3 separate regions of the Sus scrofa genome follow, and regions 1 and 3 are each linked to region 2. The links are chromatin contacts, called in public promoter capture Hi-C maps. All regions are on one chromosome and are shown on one strand. The core of a region is the stretch at or near the end of the contact, and the rest is flanking DNA. Distances in the headings are between cores, read along the strand shown.

Evidence for each region. Promoter capture Hi-C pulls out the DNA fragments that hold promoters and counts their contacts.
Region 1: a contact with region 2 is called in a promoter capture Hi-C map of liver, with 4 times the contacts expected there. The contact joins the promoter of UBAP2 here to the promoter of KIAA1161 in region 2. A contact is called at or near these places in 2 of 5 promoter capture datasets (fetal liver and liver) and 1 of 2 datasets of contacts at active chromatin or transcription factors (alveolar macrophages).
Region 3: a promoter capture Hi-C map of liver shows a contact between it and region 2, with 4 times the contacts expected there. The contact joins the promoter of IL11RA here to the promoter of KIAA1161 in region 2. A contact is called at or near these places in 1 of 5 promoter capture datasets (liver) and 1 of 2 datasets of contacts at active chromatin or transcription factors (alveolar macrophages).

Annotation. Positions count from the first base shown.
Region 1 is chr10:32,753,896-32,757,671 of Sscrofa11.1, forward strand. It overlaps UBAP2 (ubiquitin-associated protein 2), which reads left to right and starts at 1,812. Exons shown (of 28, transcript XM_021064693.1): 1 at 1,812-2,227.
Region 2 is chr10:32,434,469-32,438,209 of Sscrofa11.1, forward strand. It overlaps KIAA1161, which reads left to right and starts at 1,881. Exons shown (of 2, transcript XM_021064686.1): 1 at 1,881-2,341. It overlaps C10H9orf24 (spermatid-specific manchette-related protein 1), which reads left to right. Exons shown (of 6, transcript XM_021064685.1): 6 at 1-448.
Region 3 is chr10:32,146,758-32,150,603 of Sscrofa11.1, forward strand. IL11RA (interleukin-11 receptor subunit alpha) reads right to left here and starts at 2,558. Exons shown (of 13, transcript XM_003130670.5): 1 at 2,443-2,558.

The sequences.
Region 1 (3,776 bases), core at 562-3,061, 320 kb after region 2:
GTTGGATTGTTTACCCTGTGCCACGATGGGAACTCCTCCATGCAGATAGTTAACTTATAGACTATAGTTTCTTTTCACTGCGCCCTCAATCACAAACCCTCTTTCCCACTTCTCAAAAACAGCTGTTAGCAGGTTCGTATAGATCCTTTGGAAGTGTTTTCTTGTGCTCTTTCCATTATGTCTGTGCCTCTCAAAGGATGGTTTTTATCTTTGACTCTCCCACACATTTCTTTTTTTCTTTTTTTGGTCTTTCTTTTTAGGGCTGCACCCACGGCATATGGAGGTTCTCAGGCTAGGGGTCTAATTGGACCTGTAGCCACAGCAACACCAGATCCGAACCGCATCCTCGACCTACACCACAGCTCATGGCAATGCCGGATTTTTAGGCCACTGAATGAGGCCGGAGATTGAACCCGAAACGTCGTGGTTCCCAGTCAGATTCGTTTCTGCTGTGCCAAGATGGGAACTCCTCTCCCACACATTTCTATACAGCAGAAATACAAAAAGAAGGAAGACTAAACTGACTATATACAACGCTAGCTCACTGTAAAAAGAGAGATAAGATACATCTACACATGAATGGTCATGATAATAAGTTCTATTTGTTAAAGGCACAGCCTGAGCATTCTTGATCAATTCAGATGAAAAACAAAGTTTTCCCTTGAACTGAGCAGGCTATTAAGGATTCAAGTGTTTTGCATCAAGTACTTTAACCTACAAGTCTATTAGTACCTGGCAAGTTAGTAACTCGTAGAGTGCCCCATACAAAGATCAGTATGTGCTAATTCCCTTTTCATCTTGGACCTATGGTGCCCAAGGATACATGCAGGGTGTGAAAATAATCGCTAATATTTATTGAGGGTTTATTCTGTGCCAATCTGGTATTTTACATAATCTTATTTCACAACCTGGTGAAGCGGTGTTATCACAAAGGAAAGCTCAAATCGAGGTAAGGCCTGCTGGATTCCAAAGTCCTTAGATACTGCCTTTGAGGGTCAACCGTCCAGTAATTGAGAACATACTCTAAAATACTCTGCTACAATTATAAACCATTAGCTCCTTCTTTATGCTTAACAGGTGAGGTCATTTTGAGAGGCAGGTTATTCATTATTAGGAGACAGATAATCTGGTTTGGGTCTCCTCAGCCAGTTAACAACTGAACCTCCCTGATCCTTTCTCTTTGCTTAAAACCGGGACAATCCCAGCCTCAAAGGGTTGACTTTACGACTTAATAAAACTGGTTGTATAAACGGCTGACGAGTAGGCTTTCTAGAAATGTTAGTCTTTTCACGCATAAGGGGCTTGGGACTGCATAATTTGAGCCCACGTTTCGTAGGACGTAAGCCTCGGGGCCTTCCCACTCCGGTGGAGGTTCCCTGGGAAGCCAGCTGGGTGCAACGGATATCTCCGCGAGCCGTTGGTGTTTTCCCGCGCAGGGGGGCGGGGCAGAGCGCCGGCTCGGGAAGGTGGTAGCCGAACCCCACCTCCCACGGCGACTACATCTCCCAGCAGGAATCATGCTCAGCTGCCTAGCAGGGGCCGCTCACTAGCATTAGTCTCAGATGCCTGCCCTGTCCGCTTTCCGTCTCGGCCTTCCCTCGGTCCGAAGTCACAGCCGCACCATCCATGAAGCCACGAGGGAAAGGATGTGGTGGTAGATGGCTTTGCTGTGCAGCAAGTTGAGAATCGTAGTGCCCTGGCGCAACGCTTGGCAGGCTAGGGTCTTCTTGAGTGGTTGGACCACTTCACGTGATGAGAGGAAGGCGGCCGCAAGGCAGCGACCTGTGGTGCCTTGTGAGGTCATCACAGCGCGACAACGAGCTGCACTTGTGGGCTTCCTGGAGGCGGGAGCTAGCACGTCCCTAACAACTCCGAGTACGAGAAACTGCGTAAACTCGCCCTTGTTGGCTCCATCTGCGTGCCTCCCCCTGCCTCAACCATGCTGGCCCAGTCTGGAGGGCATGACGGGGGGTTGGTTAGTGAGAGCGACGCGCTCTGTGGGCGGGTTGATGACGAGCCGCGGGCGAGCGACTTGTAGTGGCTCCTCCTTCGCCCATGACGTAGAGGTCACGTGACGGGCCGAGCAGCCTCTGCCGCCGCCGCCGCTTTGTAAGAGGCACATTGGCAGGTAACGAGCGGCGGCGGCGGCGGCGGCAGCGGCAGCGGCAAGCGGCAGCGGCAGCGGCAGCAGCAGCAGCGGGTCCCGAGTCCAGCGAGAGCAGCAGCGGTAATTGGCACCTTCTCTCACCTTCCCCGGTCCAGGTCCCTGAGCTCTGCAGCTTGCGCCCGGTAGTCCTGGCTTCTGTTCTTCTTTTCTCCAACCTTCTTCATAGTGCCCCAGCGCCCACCCGTGAAAGCGGGCCGAGCTTCCCTCGCTGGTTTCACGCGTCCTCAGTTTGCCCAGGCCTGGTGCAGTCCTTCCTCTCTCCCGCGGGTTGTCCGGGGCTCCTTCCTGCCTACCCCAACGCTTGTCGTCCCGGCCCCACCCAGCCCCAGGGGGCGCCTTCCCCTCCCCCCGGTCGGGTTTCTGCCCTGGAGGGTGTGGTTTTCTCTCCCACCGTTGTCCCTCCCTTGCCTGTCCGCTGGAGCTCCCGCGCCACGCTGTCGCCGACCGACCACTTTTCCGTTTTCATGCCTGTCGCTAGACCTGGGACTAGATATTTCAGAGCCTTACTTCTGCGCTCTCTCGCCTTTCCCGGCTACCCAGAGGCTAGTGCAGTTCCACTTCTCCTCTTCATTCGGGAAGGTTTTGGTGTCAGACACTTAGGACTCAGTTTTCCTCCACGTTCCCAGTTCCTGTAGTCTGGCCGTGTCACAGTTGTTCTTTAGTGTAGGTTTGCAAGAGCTTTGTAAACTAAAGCACTCTTAGAATACTATTCAAAATGTTACTCTTCCATTGGTGCATTGCATCTCAGTTTTCTTTGCCGCTGAATCACTTTTCACTTGGCTTTCCACTTTTCCCCCAGGGTTTTCAGTCTAATTAGTTGTCCTCGCACCTCACGTGCCACCACTGTTCTCACCACTCTGGTCTCATCCTTGTTCTCTCTGGGAGTTGATTGCGTGATTCCATCATCATTCCTGTTATTTCCTGTTTGACATAATCCGGTAGTTTACTTCCACCTCTGTTGGATATTGTTTCTACTTGTATCCAAGATGTCTCTACTAGTATTTAGGCTTACTTTCTTCAGCTCTTGTGCGTCTGAATAATTGAGAGTTTTGAAGGTCTCCATAAGGTGTCCAGAGATCATCTTTTATCTGATAAAGGGCATACAATTCATTTTTTGGGTGAATGTAATTTTATATTTTCGCTTCGATTATGATAGTACTTTTAAGACCAAGGGATATGTGAGTAGTCTAATCCTCGCTTTTCACCAGAAATTGTGCATTCTTAATTTTTAGTGTCAGTTTGTCTAATGGAAGTGGAAGGAAGGTGAATATTAATACTTAAGCTCTCCTACAGAGGGGATTGGGTGACTCTCTTGGGGTGGTGTCTGTCTCAGGAAGGGATAAATTCCACTCTCTGGAGATGTTATGGTCTTCCAGTGCACCCGAATCTCTAACCTGCCTGTAGAGCCCCTAAGTTAGGGCTATCCTCCCATTGCTCTGAAGCCTTGTCTTACCATAGGGCAGACGTGATTAGTTTCCGCCACACTACTCTTGGGCTTGCTTCCAGTGTGTTCTTCCTGATTTTTCGTCCTTAAGGCTAGTTCACATATATGTTGAGTAGTCACCCCCCACCCCAATGTCCCCGGCCCCGCACCCTGGCCCACTTGTTT
Region 2 (3,741 bases), core at 631-3,130:
ATGAGAGGGCATGGAGATGGCATTGAGGGGTTACAGGCTGGCCATGGTACTTAAAGTCAAGAGATCAGGACATTAGGTTCAGGGCTTGGAATAATGGGTAAAAAGTCTGTTAGGGAGCGGGTATCAGGAATCTAAAATTTAACTGTAGAACCTAAAGTTAAGAGGTCAATGTTGGAGCCTAGGGAGCTGGGAGCAAAATGCTGAAATAAGGTTAGCATTGAGAATTGTGGAGCAAAATGCAGGAGTTAGCATTGAGAATTGCCAGGCAGGTATGAGGGTCCAAAAGAGCTGACGCATCTCTCCCCACAGATGGGACACAAGTCACTTCAAGAAGACTGGTGGCCCCCAGAGAAACAACTATGTTGTCCACCCTGAGTTTGTGTCTGAGACCTATCCTGACTACCACTGCTGGTAGACCCCAGACTGGCCGGGCTAAGGGGGCTGAGCAATAAATAAATTCTTCACCCTAAAGCCTGCCGCCAGTGTCCTTCCCCAGAAGGATCTGGCAGTGAGGAGCCAGTCACTCAGGCCTCTGCCAAGCCCCCTCAACTGCGATGCAGTTCTCAAAGTCGCCTTGTCCATTTCATCACCTCAATATTTCCCTTGGGTGGTCCGGAGTGCCCTCCTGACACATAATATTCCTATGAGGGGCATGTCCTCCTCCTTTCCACCTCAGAGCCCAAACTAGCCATGCGGGAGGGCCCATCTACCTCTCAACCCCAGGAGAGCCCTACAGCTGACATTTCCCCACTATCCCCCAAGCTTAGATGTCCCTTCACCTCCATGCCTCCATTCTGCAGTCAGAGCCATGTCCCTATTCCCAACGTTCTTGATCTCTGTTCCCAGAGCCTCCATCACAGCCTAAAAGTCTCTGTTCAGATACCCTTGCTGCCATGCCCACCCAAGTCCAAGGGGTCCAAACAATTTTGAAGGGTTTCATGACCAAGAAATTTCAAATTATAAAACAAAGCCCTGGGAGGAAGGGGTGGGGTGTTCCAAAATCTCTAGGATCTTCCGTATGTTTGCACCCAGTTCCCCCTGGAGGGAGAAGTATGGTGAGGCATGCCCACTTCCTTGTAGCATGGGTTTTCTTTCTTTCTTTCTTTTTTTTTTTTTTTTTGTCATTAGGGCCACAGGAAGTTCCCAGGCTAGGGGTCAAATCAGAGCTGCAGCTGCTGGCCACAACCACAGCCACAGCAAAGCCAGATCCTAGCTGCATCTGTGACCTAGAGCACAGCTCAGGGCAACTGCAGATCCTTTTACCTTTAACCCACTGAGGGAGACAAAGAATCAAACCCACATCCTCATGGATACTAGTCAGATTCTTAACCCACTGAGCCACAGTGGGAACTCCAGCATGGGTACTTCTAATGGCTTTCATCAAGGGGAGTGGGGGGCAGTGGATGGGGAAAGGCGTTGCAAAATACCGAGCAGAAGCTTGTCTTCTCAGTTCCTGATCTCAGATGCTGTGGTCTGGTCTAGTGGGAATGTACAGGTTGGGCCTCCAAGCTGGTGGAACTAAGCTCCCTCTGTGGGGTCCTTGATTGGATCTAACCTGCATTGAACCACTGAGATCCTCCCAGAATTTCGCTACCCTAACACCATGTGGTGAAATTTTTCCCCTATGGAGACCTAATAAGCGTTATACCCAGACGACCTCAAGCTGCTCACATCTGGAGAAAAATAAATCCCAAGGGTTCGGCTCCGCCCCTTTGCCCGGCAGCTCTCTCCTCCTCAGACGATTCCCAAATTTAGCCCAGAGGTTGGAGGACTCTATATAATAAAGTTCGACAGTTGCACCTTTCTCCAGAACTACATTTCCCAGCAGGCCTGGGGCAGAGAGCCGCCCTCTTGAGGGTAAGCAATGGCCGCGGGGGAGGGGGCGGGGTTCTGAAGGCTGAGGAGGCGGGCTTGGGAGGTTCCAGGCTGGCAGAGGGCCCAAGCTGCCCGGAGTTGGGCACAGAGCAGAGGAGGAGTGGCGCGGGGGTGTAGGGGGAGGCACGGAAGCTAAGGGGCGTGGCCTCAAGTCCTCGTGACACTGTGGGAGGATGGTCTTGCTCCACGGACTCAGGTGGACTCCACGACTCTAGGCGAGACCAAAAGACCGGGGCGTGGCCGAGCGGCCAGGGGGCGGGGCCCGAGGAGGGCCTCAGCTGTCTTCAGTGAGGCGGCGCCCCGCGCTGCGCTGTTGCCACTCAACTTCAGCTAGCGTGGAGGGGCTCGGCGGGAGCCTCCCCTTTACCTTCACTTCTGGAGTCGACTGCCTTGAATGAGCCTAGCGGGAAGTCCTTGGGAGGTTGCCGAGGGAGGACATTTCCTGAACTTTCGCTCCTACAAACGAGTAAGTAGGTGTGGCGAGCCTGGACACCTGGGCCCCTCCTCCGGCCGCGGTTCCCAGCGGGCACTGGTCCCTTGACCTCAGTCTGTCCCTTCGGACCTTGTAGCTGCAGCGCGGGAGGTGGGGGGTGGGGGATTCCAGGCTGTAGACTCGGTCACTCGATCCCCTGGATCCCGACGCTGGGCAGGACAGGGAGATGGGCCGGATCGAGTTGCCTTTGACATTTCCAATCCCACCCTACCCCCGGAATCTTGTGTTCGACAAACCGCTTGACATGGAATGGCCTCCCGTCAGTTGGGCTGGGCCCGCTGCCCCGCCCCCCCCCGCCGCCCCCGCCTTCAGACCCCGCTAGGGGCTGTCAGCCAAGACTGAGGTTGAGTGTCTAGTGGGCAGAGGCTTGGCTAGGGCAAACCCCACCTGCCAGTATTAGCGGGAGTTTGTCCAGATGGCGGAGGCTGCGGATTACAGGGGTCTCTAGCTCCACCGTTAACGCCGGAATCACAGTTCCTCCCCCACAGCCCCTGTACCAGATGCCACAAAAATTGCCACTTCCCACCACCAGAAACCTTCCTGAAGCAAGCAGCAGCACCAGCCCTTGGGAAGACAGGCCTCACCATGCCCACACCCACCTAATGGAAGCCTATCCCACCCTCTTGGCCACAGATCTCCTTTGCTGTGTTCAGATAGCCAGTCAGACCATTATCTTCCATTCCTAAAACTTAATACCATGGAGGGTTAAGCCTCCATTTTGTCTTTTTTTTTTTTTTTTCTTTTTCTTTTTCTTTTTAGGGTCGCATCCGTGGCATATGAAGTTTCCCAGGCTAGATATCGAATCAGAGCTGAAGCTGCTGGCCTACACCACAGCCACAGTAACTTGGGATCTCAGCTGCATCTGCGACCTACACCACAGCTCACGGCAACACTGGATCATTAACCCACTTAGCGAGGCCAGGGATACTAGTCCTCATGAATACTAGTCAGGTTCGTTAACCACGAGCCACAACGGGAACTCCAAGCCTGGATTTTGGATTCAGGCAGCCTTGCTACTTTGGTGACTTCAAACAAGTTCCTTTTTCTTGTTTGAAGTTTGGGCCACTGTTTACTCATCTATAAAGTGAGCACTGCAGCTTTGCCTCCTGTACAGCATTATTGTTAGGGTTGGACGCTGTGGTGGCAGTAGGGAGACCAGTAAAAGGTCTACGGGTTTCTGTCCTTCATCAAAGAATCTTAGAACCCTAGTGAATAAAGATTCTCAGAACCTAAGTGTTAGAAAAGGCTTTTGAGGTCACCTTAGTGGCCCCTCCATGCCTCCAGGAGTCATGAGATGGGCTGACCTAATATGAAAGTTTTGAGGACGACCAGTCTCTTTCCTATTCAGATATGGACCCTTTCCCCTTCTTTCC
Region 3 (3,846 bases), core at 1,308-3,807, 290 kb before region 2:
CCTGACTCTGGAATCTTGTTGGTCTCGAGCCTGTGAGGCTGGATGGGGCTAGGGTGCAGGCTGAGGCTGCGGAGTTAAGCAGATCCAGATGCCCTGGCTGCTGCCAGAGGCTGGGGGCGGGCGAGGAGCCAGCAGATGGAGACAGGGTGGCGGGGAGGGGAGAGGAGGCTGAGGGGAGCTGGGAGCCTGCAGGAACAGGGGCCTGGGGTGGGGGCCACAGGACAAAGAGATGCTCAGAGCTCAGGACAGGGAGGTGGTGGGGACTCAAGGAGGCAAGAGCTGAGCTAGGGCAGCAGGATCTCAGAAAAGTCAAAAAAGTACCCAACCACGTGTGTATGGGGGATGGGGGTCCTAGGAGAGAGGGATTCTCGAAGGGAGAAAGAAAGCAGGAGGAAGGCAGTGGGGAAGTGGGAATGGGGACAGAGGGGCACGTGGAGAGAGGCCCTGGGCGAGGGCTCCTGAAGAGGGAGAGCACAGACCCTTCTCAAGAAGACCTGAGCAGGGGCCTCCACGTGTCTGTGTGTCTGAGTGTGGCTGGTGGTTCCCCCCCCACCCCCCGCCCCCCGACCTCCCAGCACATTTACCCTGATCAGCCCCGCCCTACCTCGGAGATCCCAGTGGCTGAGTGTCCATGGCCTTCAGGACTTCCTCCCACCAGCTACAGCACCCGACTCAGCTCTACTCAGTGCTGGGACCCCAGAATCGTCCCCTCCTTCCCCTTCCCTGCCCCCGCCCCTCTGCGCCCTGGAGCTCAGCCGCCCCTAGCCAGGCCCCCTCCCCCTCGTCCCTCTCCCCTCCTCCTCTCTCACCCCCTCCCACCCAAGGCCCTGGGAAGGAAAGACGCCTCCCCCCCAGTCTGGAAAGGAAGCCACAGGCACAGCCAGGCCCAGCAAGAGGGAAAGGAGGGCTGCTGCCGTCCCTGTCAGTGAGACATTCCGTGTTTTCCCACTGCCCAACACAGGCACATTCACGCGTGGACGCCCCAGGCACGGTCAACGAAGACACGCCCTTGAACACACGTGGAAACAGAATGAAAATTCAGACACATGCTCACACTCCCACTCTTCACTCCCCAGCAAATATTTCCTTGGGGAACAGCCGGCTGCGTTTGACGGAGAAGAGAGGCCCCACGTTGGGGGTAGAATGAAAAGCCAAAGAGGCCAGTTCCCCTCCCCTGGACGTTCCAGCCATTTCTTACCTCCCCCTCTGCTCTTCAGGCCCCAGCACCAGGAAATGCCTTTGGTCCCTTGGTGCCAGATACACAAGACCCACACTTACCGTCAGACACACACTCTCAGATCCCGCCACTCACAGTTACACTGATACACTCAGACATCAACCTCAGACACTTCCATTTACTCACAGCCAGACACACAGCCAGACACACACATCTCACTTTTCCTTGCATCGTCACACACACTTAGCACTCTGTCCCTGGCTGAGGTCACAGCACCCCCCAAAAGCAACTCCTCATCATAGTTTAAGCTCCCCTCTGTTCCAGGGAGCTCTTAGCAAAGCAGATGCCCCATCTCATCACCATTCCAGGCCCCCAGGTGGCCAAAGAGACAAAGGTGAACAGAGAAGTCAGACGTGGGGGCCCAGAGACAGAGAAGCAGAGGACGTGAGAGGCAGGACTAAAAAGCAGATAAACAGATATCTGGGGAGATGAAACTCAAAAGACACGAGAGCACTTGCTCTAGGAAGGCAGCAGTAGGAGAGAAAGAGAAATATAAAGAAACTGAGTCAGATGAGGAAAGAGAAAATAAGGAGCAGCCGACCAGCAACTGGACTCTCAGAAAGGAGGGGACGCCAAGTGTGCTGGGGATGGGGGGTGCCCCTGCCAGCGACTAAGTAGAAAGGTCAGTCCCACTAGCTGTTGAAGTGGGTCCCTAAGAGGCAAACCCAGCTCCACTCCTCCAGAGTAGCGGTTAGGACACAGGACACACACAGACTGCAAGCCTCATTCTTACTCTGCCACTTCTGAAGTCACACATTGGTGCATATAAACCCAGCCACCCAGTCTCACGCTGACAGAGTCTCAAACCCCACAGAGACCTTCCCCAAACACATCCCCTGATGTGGTCACGGGCCCTCTCCCACACACAAACACAGGACCCAGTCTCTGCCCCCAAACTGCACAGACACACACAATCCCACTCTGGCACAGCCGCATGCCGACTCAGCCCATGCACGGTGACACTCGCAGGCACACGAGCTGACAGCTGCAACTAGCGACACTGTTGCGGGGTCCCACATAATGACCTCTTCACACACAGCCTCACACCCGCACGTGCGCGCGCGCGCGCGCGCACACACACACACACACACACACACACTGACAGTCCATCAGTCACTCCCGGCCCAGCAAATCCCACACCCCCCTGCCCCGCCCTCCCCTGGCCCGGCTCCCTCGGGTACACCCGCCGCCCCATCAGGCCTCACCTTCCGCGGCCGCCGCCGCCAGCGCCCTCCGCCCTCGCCCTCGCCCTCGCCCTCTGCCCCGGCCTCTACTCCCTCCCGCCCTGGGGCCCAGCAGTGGGGGCGGCTCCGCCCGGGCACCAATGGAAGGAAAGGGGCGAAATAGGGGGGCTCTCGGCCCATTGGAGCCTCCAACTGCCAATCACCTCCACCCCCACCTCTGCCGGACACTTCCTGTCCCGTCCCGGACTGAGGAGGCCGCGGGGGGAGACGGAGTCTGGAGCGGGGTTCCTGGGTCCCGGGCCTGAAGGCCTCTCCTCCTGGGACCGCAGGACCAGGAGGCCCTTCCCCCTCCACAAACAAACCCCTCAAGTTCGGTGGCTCAGGAGCCCCTTGGCAGGTGACGGTGAGGCTGAAGGTGCCCCCGACTCCAGATAAGATAAGGCAGGAGGTAGACTGGTGTAAGGCAATGGTTCTCAGACTTCACTGGCCATTGTTGTTTTAAAACTGCCAAGCCACACTCCAGTTAAATCAGTATTGTTTAAACCTCCCCAGGCGTGGAGTCCCCGCCATGGCTCAGCGGTTAGCAAACCTGACTAGTATTCATGAGTACACTGGTTCAATCCCTGGCCTTGCTCTGTACATTAAGGATCTGGCATTGCCCTGAGCTGTGGTGTAGGTCACAGACACAGCTTGGATCCTGCGTTGCTGTGGCTCTGGCGTAGGCCAGTGGCTACGGCTCTGATTAGACCCCTAGCCTGGGAATCTCCATGTGCCTCAGGTGTGGCCCTAAAGAGACAAAAAAGACAAATAAATAAAATTCCCCAGGTGATTCCGAAATGCAGCCAAAGCAAAGGTGTAGGATCAAGGGTGTGAGGGTGAGTGGGTGTGTCAAGAAAGCAGCCACCCATCCAGGGTTTTCCCCCACTCTCCAGTCAATGGGGGCTTGAGGGAAATGTGTACCACATCTGTCTGAGCTTCTTCCAGACCAGAGCAACACTCCAAGTCCCAGATCCTTCCCCTCCAGTCTCTCTCAAGAGAGAAAGAATCCTAGACGGGAAGGTTCAGCCAAGGTTCTCGAGGGTCAGGTCATCACTGTCCAGCCTTGCGTGATCTGCCCTCCCAGAGACTCAACTCCCTTGAGAAGACAGGAGACAAAAAGCGTTCTGTTCTGGCCATTCCTGCATTGCTCGCAAGCTCTTATCCTCACCTAAAAGTTTGGAGGACCCAGGGTGTCCTCATATGTCCTGGGCTGCCTGGCTTGTTGCTCCCACACAGTTATAATCTTGCCAGGGAAAGAGGTCCCTAGGGGAGAGAGTAGACCCAGGGTCACTCCAAAAAGCATCCCCTCCTTCCAGGCCCTGCAGCTCCTAACTCTGACAGCTCCTTCCTTACTGGAGCTGTCTTTTGCCCTGTGCAGTGATTGGG